3 separate regions of the Gossypium arboreum genome follow, and all the other regions are linked to region 2. The links are chromatin contacts, called in public Hi-C maps. All regions are on one chromosome and are shown on one strand. The core of a region is the stretch at or near the end of the contact, and the rest is flanking DNA. Distances in the headings are between cores, read along the strand shown.

Region 1 (2,700 bases), core at 173-2,672, 400 kb after region 2:
CCAACAATTTCATATCTATCTGGCCACTGTAAAACTTATCCGACACCTTTCCCAAAATGCCTCGCAAAGGTCCTCTTTATTAGGAATGACTGCTGACCCCGTGACGATTGGCCCATCCACTAATAAACTGAGTTGTAAAGCTACGTCCTTCAATGTGATTGTACACTCACTGTATGGTAGGTGAAAATTGTGTCTCGGGCCTCCATCTTTCCACCAATGCGCTGATAAGTGTAGGATCAAGTTTGTAGCCTACAAGTATACGAGGCACATGTAAGAATCTTGCATCTTGCAAGTAACCACGAATTTCGGCATCTAGGCTTTTTGACAAGTTATGTATAAACCCCTCCAAAACATGATCATTCGACTATTTACATCGACAAAATAAATTAATTTAAAAAATAAAAAAACTTTAAATTTAACGTAATTGAAAACAGTGAAATTTAAATTTTTGTTTTACAATTGTCGCTTGAGCGATGAAAATGTGCTTGTCGTTGAAACGAAGCAGAGAGGTTGTCATTCGTAAAAATTTAATCAAAATGAATGATATAAAAACTATAATATTTTTAAACAAGCATATTGAAAAATTTAGAATAAAACTTGAAAAAATTGAGAGAATTGAGAGAGTTGAATTTGAGTGAAAAGAATGAAAAATGGCCTGATATTTATAGAAAACAAAATTATCGTTGGGGTCTTTAAAAATTTTTACCGTTGCCAACGTTCAAAAAAGGTGCGTCCAACTCTCTTAAAACATGGTCTATTTCTCTAATTTTAAAAAATGGCCTAAAAGCCTGTTTAAATAAAAAAAGGGGGCATATTATTCTAAATTAGCCCAAATTACAAGTATATGTGTATATTTATTACATGAACAATTTATATATATCGTATTAAAAGAAAATGACATGTTTTTTTTCCAACACTAAATTCAAGTTGTTAACACGACTAGTAAACGTCACCTGTTTTAAAAAACGCATTTCATTAAATACAAATTGATAGATAGCACTTATATTAGCAATTAAGCTAATGAAAATATTTGGTTGATATGATACAAATATTTAATTTTTGAAGATAATATTATTAGAAGAAGTAATTACAAATGACAACATATAAAATATCAAAATTATTTTAAAATTTAAAGATAGAAATTAAAATTAAAATCATAATTTTGGACAACTAATACTTTTTCAAATTAAAAGAAAAGATTGATACTTGTTCCCATTTTCAGATATTTATACTTAAAAAATCAGAACTTTCTTATTTCACTGTTAATTTCCTTTTAATTGCATTTTCTATCATTCAATCATTCTTATCGAATCATTAAAAGTACATTATTATTAAAAACCAAATAAATATGTCCTACTTGAAATAACTCAATAAGCCCTTCAATGAACTTTTTAGGTATAATAATAAAATAAAATAAAATAAAATAACTAAATTATTTATGGAAAATATATTGTTGTAATGTAAGCAGATAGCTGTCCAAGAGCTGTCTTTTCTTTCCCTAATGATTCTCTCTCTTTCTTTCGGACAATGTCTTTGATGTCTTCCAGTTTTACTTAGTACTTCGTCTTCTTCTTCTTCTTCTTCTTCTTCTTCTTTCTTCATCTTCATCTTCATCTTCATTTCAGTGTTTTTGGGTTTGTTTTTTTCCTATTGTTTTGGACAATAATTGAAGCAAGAGATAACCTTGGGGGGGGCGGCGGAGGGAGAGGAACATCTCTGAAATTACTTTCACTTTTGCCGGCGGGTGCAAAATGAGTGCATCAAGGTTCATCAAATGTGTCACTGTTGGTGACGGTGCCGTCGGCAAGACTTGCATGCTCATCTCCTACACCAGCAATACTTTCCCTACTGTGAGTTCCAAAAAGAAAGAAACTAACCCATTTTTTTTTTGTTTGGTCTCTGAGAAAATATGAGGAATGGAAAAGAAAGTTTGGCTGGCCCTTAACGTTTTCTTTACTTGGATTTTCATGGATTTTCTTTTCTTTTTCTTTCCCTTTTTGTTTCCCCTATTTTCTTGGCCACCAAGCAGACCCTACACTGGTTTCTGGTGGTCAATGTAACTTTGGTAAAGTTGCTTTCTTTATTGGGTTTTTTTTCTGTTTCTTTTTCCCATTTGGTTGTACTTGTCTTTGGAATCTTGAATTTGGGGCATAGTATCTTTCTGAATAATAGAATCATTCTTCGTAAATTGTGTTCAAGTGAGCAAATTCTTAGGGTTTTTTGCTTCAAAAACTTGCAGAAAATTTATTGCCTTTTTGTAGTTTATACCTTCTTATTTCTTCTGTTTGTGTTTTGATGATGCATCATCTAGGATAAAGATTCTTTGTCTTGTAGGTTTTCATTTCAATTAGTGAGTTAAGGTCAAAAGTTAAAACTGGAAACATTATATCTTGCTACTCCCCTTTTTTTTGCTGGAGGAGAAAGAAAAAAAATTGCTAAATCTGAAACTATTGCTGGTAGAAAGTCTCATTTAGAGATTTCATGATAGGTGCTTTCTTTACTGCGAATCTTGGGTTATGGCCATCTATGTTAGTTGGAAATCGTGTGAATCGGGTACGAGTATCTGTCCGGCATGTATATGTTCAAATTTTCTAGTTTTTCATGCATTTGGAGGGTCCTTGGAGGGTTACTTCTTCATGCTCTTGTCCAGAAAATGTGTCTAATATAGTTTGTTCTTTTAGTAAACCTAACTTCATGTAG
Region 2 (2,700 bases), core at 155-2,654:
TATTTAGATGGGAAATAAGTCGGGCTTCTTGTTTACCCAAGATTTCCAAATTAAAGCAATAAAGGTTCCCAAACGCCATAACTCTAAACTTTTTAGGCACACATAATTTATCCCACGCTGCCATCAAATGCCTTTTAGATTGTTACCACTAGAACCCCATCAGAAAGAGTTCATCATCATCTATAGCTCATTACACATTCTCAAAGGTAACAAAAACACTCATACAATAAACATGAATCGACAGAGCTACAATTTTGAGAACTACCTCTTTATCTTGTTATGATCGTTACTTATTTTTCTACAGAGAGCTTTCTTGCTTAAGTGTTATATTATAAAAGAAAAGACTTGCCTTTTGTTGTGCCCAATCAGAGATGGAAGACTAAGATATGGCCCATGGTAAATTAGATTGCACACTCCTAAAGCTGACATAATAGAATTTTGAACTGAAAGCTTAGTGTTAGAGCTAAACATAATGCCCGACTTATAAAAATTAATGATCTGTCTCAACACCATTTCATAAGAATTCAAAATATTCTTTACAGTAAAACATTCAAAATCCGTAACGTGAAATAAAAGGAAATTATCATTTGAAAAGAGTAAAAGAGAAATATGAAATGTATTTTTAGTTTTAATAAAATATGATTTAATAGTTAAAATTCAATAATAAAATAAAAATATTTCTATAGATTTTTTCTATATATAATTGAGTATAGATATAAATTATATAAATAAATAAAAAGTGAAAAAAGGTTAAAAAGGGCATAATATACGCAATTCAAAATTAAAAAAAGGGATTTAAATGCTAATATAGAGTGAGCTTAAAAGAAAAAATAAAACAAATATCTAAAGTAACCCGATTGAGACGCTCCAAGCGGAGAAGAATTCACCTCGTGGAAGCTATTATATTCTTTATTTTTATCTAAAAAGAGTATACATCTCTTTTCTTTTTTTTTCAAAGATAAATTATAATTAATATCATTAAATTATTAATAAGTTTATATTTTAATTATTTAATTCTAAAAATTACAAAATATTCACTAAATTATTTAAAAATTTCATTTAAATTGCTAGATTTTTATTTTTAAAAAGTCTAACATTAAGCTTTCAATGATTATTTGATTATTGATATGGTAAATCAATACCCATTGATAAACGAACAATATATCTTAAATCTAAATCGATCTAACAATCAATATCGAGATTAAAAAAACTATTTAGATTCGAATGCAACAAAAAACTATATAATTGTAATTTTAATAATTTAACAATTTAAATAAAATTTTAAATAATTTAATAATTATTTTATTATTTTTAAAATTAAATAATTAAAATATAAATTTATTAATAATTTAATAATACGTTTACCCTAATTTTAATCCTAATGTTTCTTTACGAAAAGTCATTGCAAATGCATATTATAATATGTATAAATAAATAAAAATCTAAAAAGCCTCCTCTTTATTCCTTCTTCACTTGAGGGTTTCAGGTTTCTTTGCCTTTAACCTCCACCCCACTACCTCACAAATTCACCCCCAATTTATCATCCAAACTAAGATTAAGGCCTCATTTCCCTGATTGTTGATTATAGCTTTTCACTTTTATTTTAATTGTGAATTACTTCTAATTTTATTTCTAGGGTTTTCGATCAGGTGTTGAGATGCAACGAACAATTGGATCAGGAATCGTCTGATCTTTGTAGCGGTGGCTGTCTGATTACCAGGGGCGGTGGTCCCCTTTGTATGGAAACTCGGAGCCGGAAGCGGGCGGAGGCCTCCTCAGCTGCCCCTTCATCTTCCCCCTCTGGTCCTACCACTCGTTCTCACAAACGCGCTCGTCTCTCTTCTTCCCCATCCCCCACCGCTGTAACTACCACAACGCCTCGCTCTCGCACTTCCCGCGCTGCCGCTGCTTTAATGGACTCCACCACAACCGAATCTTCCTCTGGTTCCCGCCGCGATCGCCGTCCGAGCAAAGCTAATCAGACCACGACAAGTGACAGTCCAAATCTCGCCTCCGATAGGGGCAAAGAAAAGGAACGTGATCCAAGTGCTCGCGATAGAGATAGAGATAGGGATAGGGATAGGGATAGGGATAGGGCAAATAGAGACAACAATTCTAACAACCCTGAGAGGAATTTAGGGTTAATTATGGATACCTCTGGAGGCGATGACGATGATAATGATAGCGAAGGCGGTGTAGGGATTTTACACCAGAATCTGACGTCAGCAAGCAGCGCGTTACAAGGCTTGTTGAGGAAGCTTGGTGCCGGGCTTGATGATTTGCTGCCGTCATCGGCTATGGGTTCTGCATCTTCATCCCATCAGAGCGGGAGGTTGAAGAAGATTCTGTCTGGGTTGCGTGCTGATGGAGAGGAAGGGAAGCAAGTGGAGGCGTTGACGCAGCTCTGCGAGATGCTTTCAATTGGGACTGAGGAGTCCTTGAGCACGTTTTCTGTGGATTCATTTGTTCCCGTGCTCGTTGGATTGCTTAATCATGAGAGTAATCCTGATATTATGCTTCTTGCAGCAAGGGCGCTGACCCATTTGTGTGATGTTTTGCCTTCTTCATGTGCTGCTGTGGTGCATTATGGTGCTGTTTCGTGTTTTTGTGCCAGGTTGCTCACTATAGAGTATATGGACTTGGCTGAACAGGTTGGTTTTTATTTGGTTACTTTCAAAATAATTTATTATTAGAGTATCG
Region 3 (2,700 bases), core at 195-2,694, 300 kb before region 2:
AAATTTTCACTCTATTATTTCATTTCCAAACTTCTATATTCCAAGATACCAGCTTTCAAGCCTAAGAAATCATAACCACTGCTGTTGTTGCTGTTGCTGTGGCTACTGCTACTGCTGCTGCTACCAGCAGCAGTAGTAATGGTGCTGCAAGTGCAATCTTTGCTGTTTTTAACTCCCAAGCTGCAAATAAAACAAAGAGTTCTTCCTCCAGTTTTGAATGACTCTGGTTGGGTTTGCTGGTAATAAGGAGGGCTAATTCTGAGGTCCAAATTCAAGTCCGGACACCTTTCTTGAACTGGGATTCTCTTTTCAGCTTTGGTGATAAATCCAATAGGGTTATTATTGCTGTTAGTATTAATCTTCTCTTTCTCTTCTTTGGCACCACTGAAAGATATTGTTGTTACATCCTGAGAAGCCTCATTGAGTGGTCTGTGAGTTGCTGGATCAATACCTCTGCTCAATAGCTTCCTTCTTATATGCGTGTTCCAGTAATTCTTTATCTCATTATCTGTTCTTCCTGGTAATCTCCCCGCTATAAGAGACCACCTATAAAATTCAAGGAATCCCCCATAAAAAACCAATCAAAATTTCAAGCACCACACACTAACAAAGTTGAATATATCATCTATCTATATATATACAACACTTACTTGTTACCAAGAAGGCTGTGCAGCTTGATAATGAGCTCATCTTCTTCTTCAGTGAAATTGCCACGTTTAAGATCAGGTCTTAAGTAATTGATCCAACGAAGTCTACAACTTTTGCCACAGCGGAGAAGGCCAGCAGCTTTAGGGAGTGAACGCCAGCAACCTTCACCATGGGCTCGGATGTAAGCTATGAGGCGATCATCTTCTTCTTTAGTCCACGCACCTTTGTTCGTATGAGCTTTCTCACAACAAGGAGACCTTCCCATAATTCAGTAACACAAAGAAACCTTTTTCAACTTGTGGAAACTAGCAGCACTAGTAGCCTACGTTTGCAGTTTTTCAATACTATACAAACTAGTATAAAATATACTATGATATCATATATATGTGTGTGTATATATTATATTTAGAATCTAGGAGAAGTAGTAAGGGTGGAAAATGAAATGGAGGCCTTGTTTTTTGTGTTGCAGGAACATTGAGGCCGGCCCTTTGAGAGCACTTTAGATGCTTTTTTATATAGCCTTTTGACTATTACACACACACACAACCAGAAAGAGAAAGAGCGCAGTGACCCTAATTTTAGCTTCTAGATGTGAGTTGGTGAGACAGGTTTGAGGGGAGTGGCTGGTAGCCTCTCTCTTGATGATATTAGCATCAATCATATATAATAAGTTAAAAGGGATATATATTAACTGTAGGTAACCTTTAGGTAGGTGTAAAGTAAGGTATTAAAGCATGGGTAGGACAAAGTGTGATCTCTGCTCTCTCCCACCCCATTCTTTTTCTATAATAGTTTTTTTTCCCTACCTTTGGCCCTTTGTCTAAACCTGTACTACTTTAGATTAATAATTTAGTTAGCTTTCATAATCTTTCCCCCAACTCAAATTAGACAACATGTACCAGAGTACATGTTCAACTTAAATATTTTATCATGTTGTTGGAACTAACATCCATCCTTACCAAAGGTTTTCCGGATTTAAATCTCAATATCTATCTATCACCATTTTTTTTCTTTATTAACCGGTGTGATCTCTTTTGTAATTGAAAAAGAATTAGAAAGAGAGTGCTATGACTCAAAAGTCTGAATACTATAAGATTAAAGAACCTTAACTATAATATTAAGCTCCATTACAGAATTATTTTTGTGTAAATATATGACACTAAATGTTGTCCAGTTGACTAGTTTTGGTTTACAAGAAAAATCAAATCTTGAAGCTGGAAGTATTTTTTATATGTTGGTGGGAAAACATATATATATATATATATAAAAGGTTGCTATATTAGTGAAATGGAGAGGTGGATAGGATATATTAGTGAAGAAATCATGAAATAGGGTGGTAGTTGTGGATCTTTATTCTATTGGTATACCATCATCATGCAGGAGAGAGAAAAGGGGGGTGGTTCTAGAAGACTTGGAGGTTGGGGTTCAGGGGCAGGATGATGATGAAAGAAAAAGGGAGAATAGGGAAAAGATAAATACTCTAAAATAAGTCTAATATTATATGAGTGTGGTTGTGGTTGTCTTTGTTTGTGGGCTTTGGTTCACCTTCCACCTTCCACTTTCCTTTTTATTTCTTTTTGGTTCTTCCCCCCAAACCTTGTGGTTTAAGTTTAGGCAACAAATGGGCAGCAGTGAGGTTAGGGATGGGAAAGGTTGATTCTTTTTTTCACCCTTTTTGTTGTTTTCTATCTTTCCCTCTCCAATTTGCATACTGATATTTGTCACCCACCACCACACATAACAAAACTCTCCCCCCCTCTCTCTCTCTCTCATCATGAAATTCAAGTGGATGGTAAGAGGTAAGGATGATGAGAACAAGTTGTTTTTAGGACTGGGGGAGAGGGGGAGATTTCACCTACTTTTTTCACCTTTCTGACTGTCCTTGCAACTAGTCCAATACCTGGCCTTATTTGTTGTTCAACTATACGGGGATGGGGGAGGGGGGGACAGACAGGGTCACCATTTAAGATTTTTATTTTTTTCTACTTTTATTATCTTTATTTTTAACTAAAAACCCACCTATGCTTATCCATTTTGTTTTGTTTCTCAACA

The links. A called contact is a pair of places that touch in the nucleus more often than the background predicts.
Region 1: a Hi-C map of leaf shows a contact between it and region 2, with 2.7 times the contacts expected there. The contact joins the promoter of LOC108467137 here to the promoter of LOC108466926 in region 2. A contact is called at or near these places in 2 of 5 Hi-C or Micro-C datasets (both in leaf).
Region 3: a contact with region 2 is called in a Hi-C map of leaf, with 3 times the contacts expected there. The contact joins the promoter of LOC108463187 here to the promoter of LOC108466926 in region 2. A contact is called at or near these places in 2 of 5 Hi-C or Micro-C datasets (both in leaf).

Annotation. Positions count from the first base shown.
Region 1 is chr2:102,367,929-102,370,628 of ASM2569848v2, forward strand. LOC108467137 (rac-like GTP-binding protein ARAC3) reads left to right here and starts at 1,423. Exons shown (of 7, transcript XM_017767674.2): 1 at 1,423-1,850. The coding sequence starts at 1,752.
Region 2 is chr2:101,972,816-101,975,515 of ASM2569848v2, forward strand. It overlaps LOC108466926 (E3 ubiquitin-protein ligase UPL3-like), which reads left to right and starts at 1,405. Exons shown (of 19, transcript XM_017767308.2): 1 at 1,405-2,651. The coding sequence starts at 1,740.
Region 3 is chr2:101,671,632-101,674,331 of ASM2569848v2, forward strand. It overlaps LOC108463187 (myb-related protein 308-like), which reads right to left and starts at 1,445. Exons shown (of 2, transcript XM_017763134.2): 1 at 651-1,445; 2 at 1-546. The coding sequence starts at 913. The coding sequence ends at 15.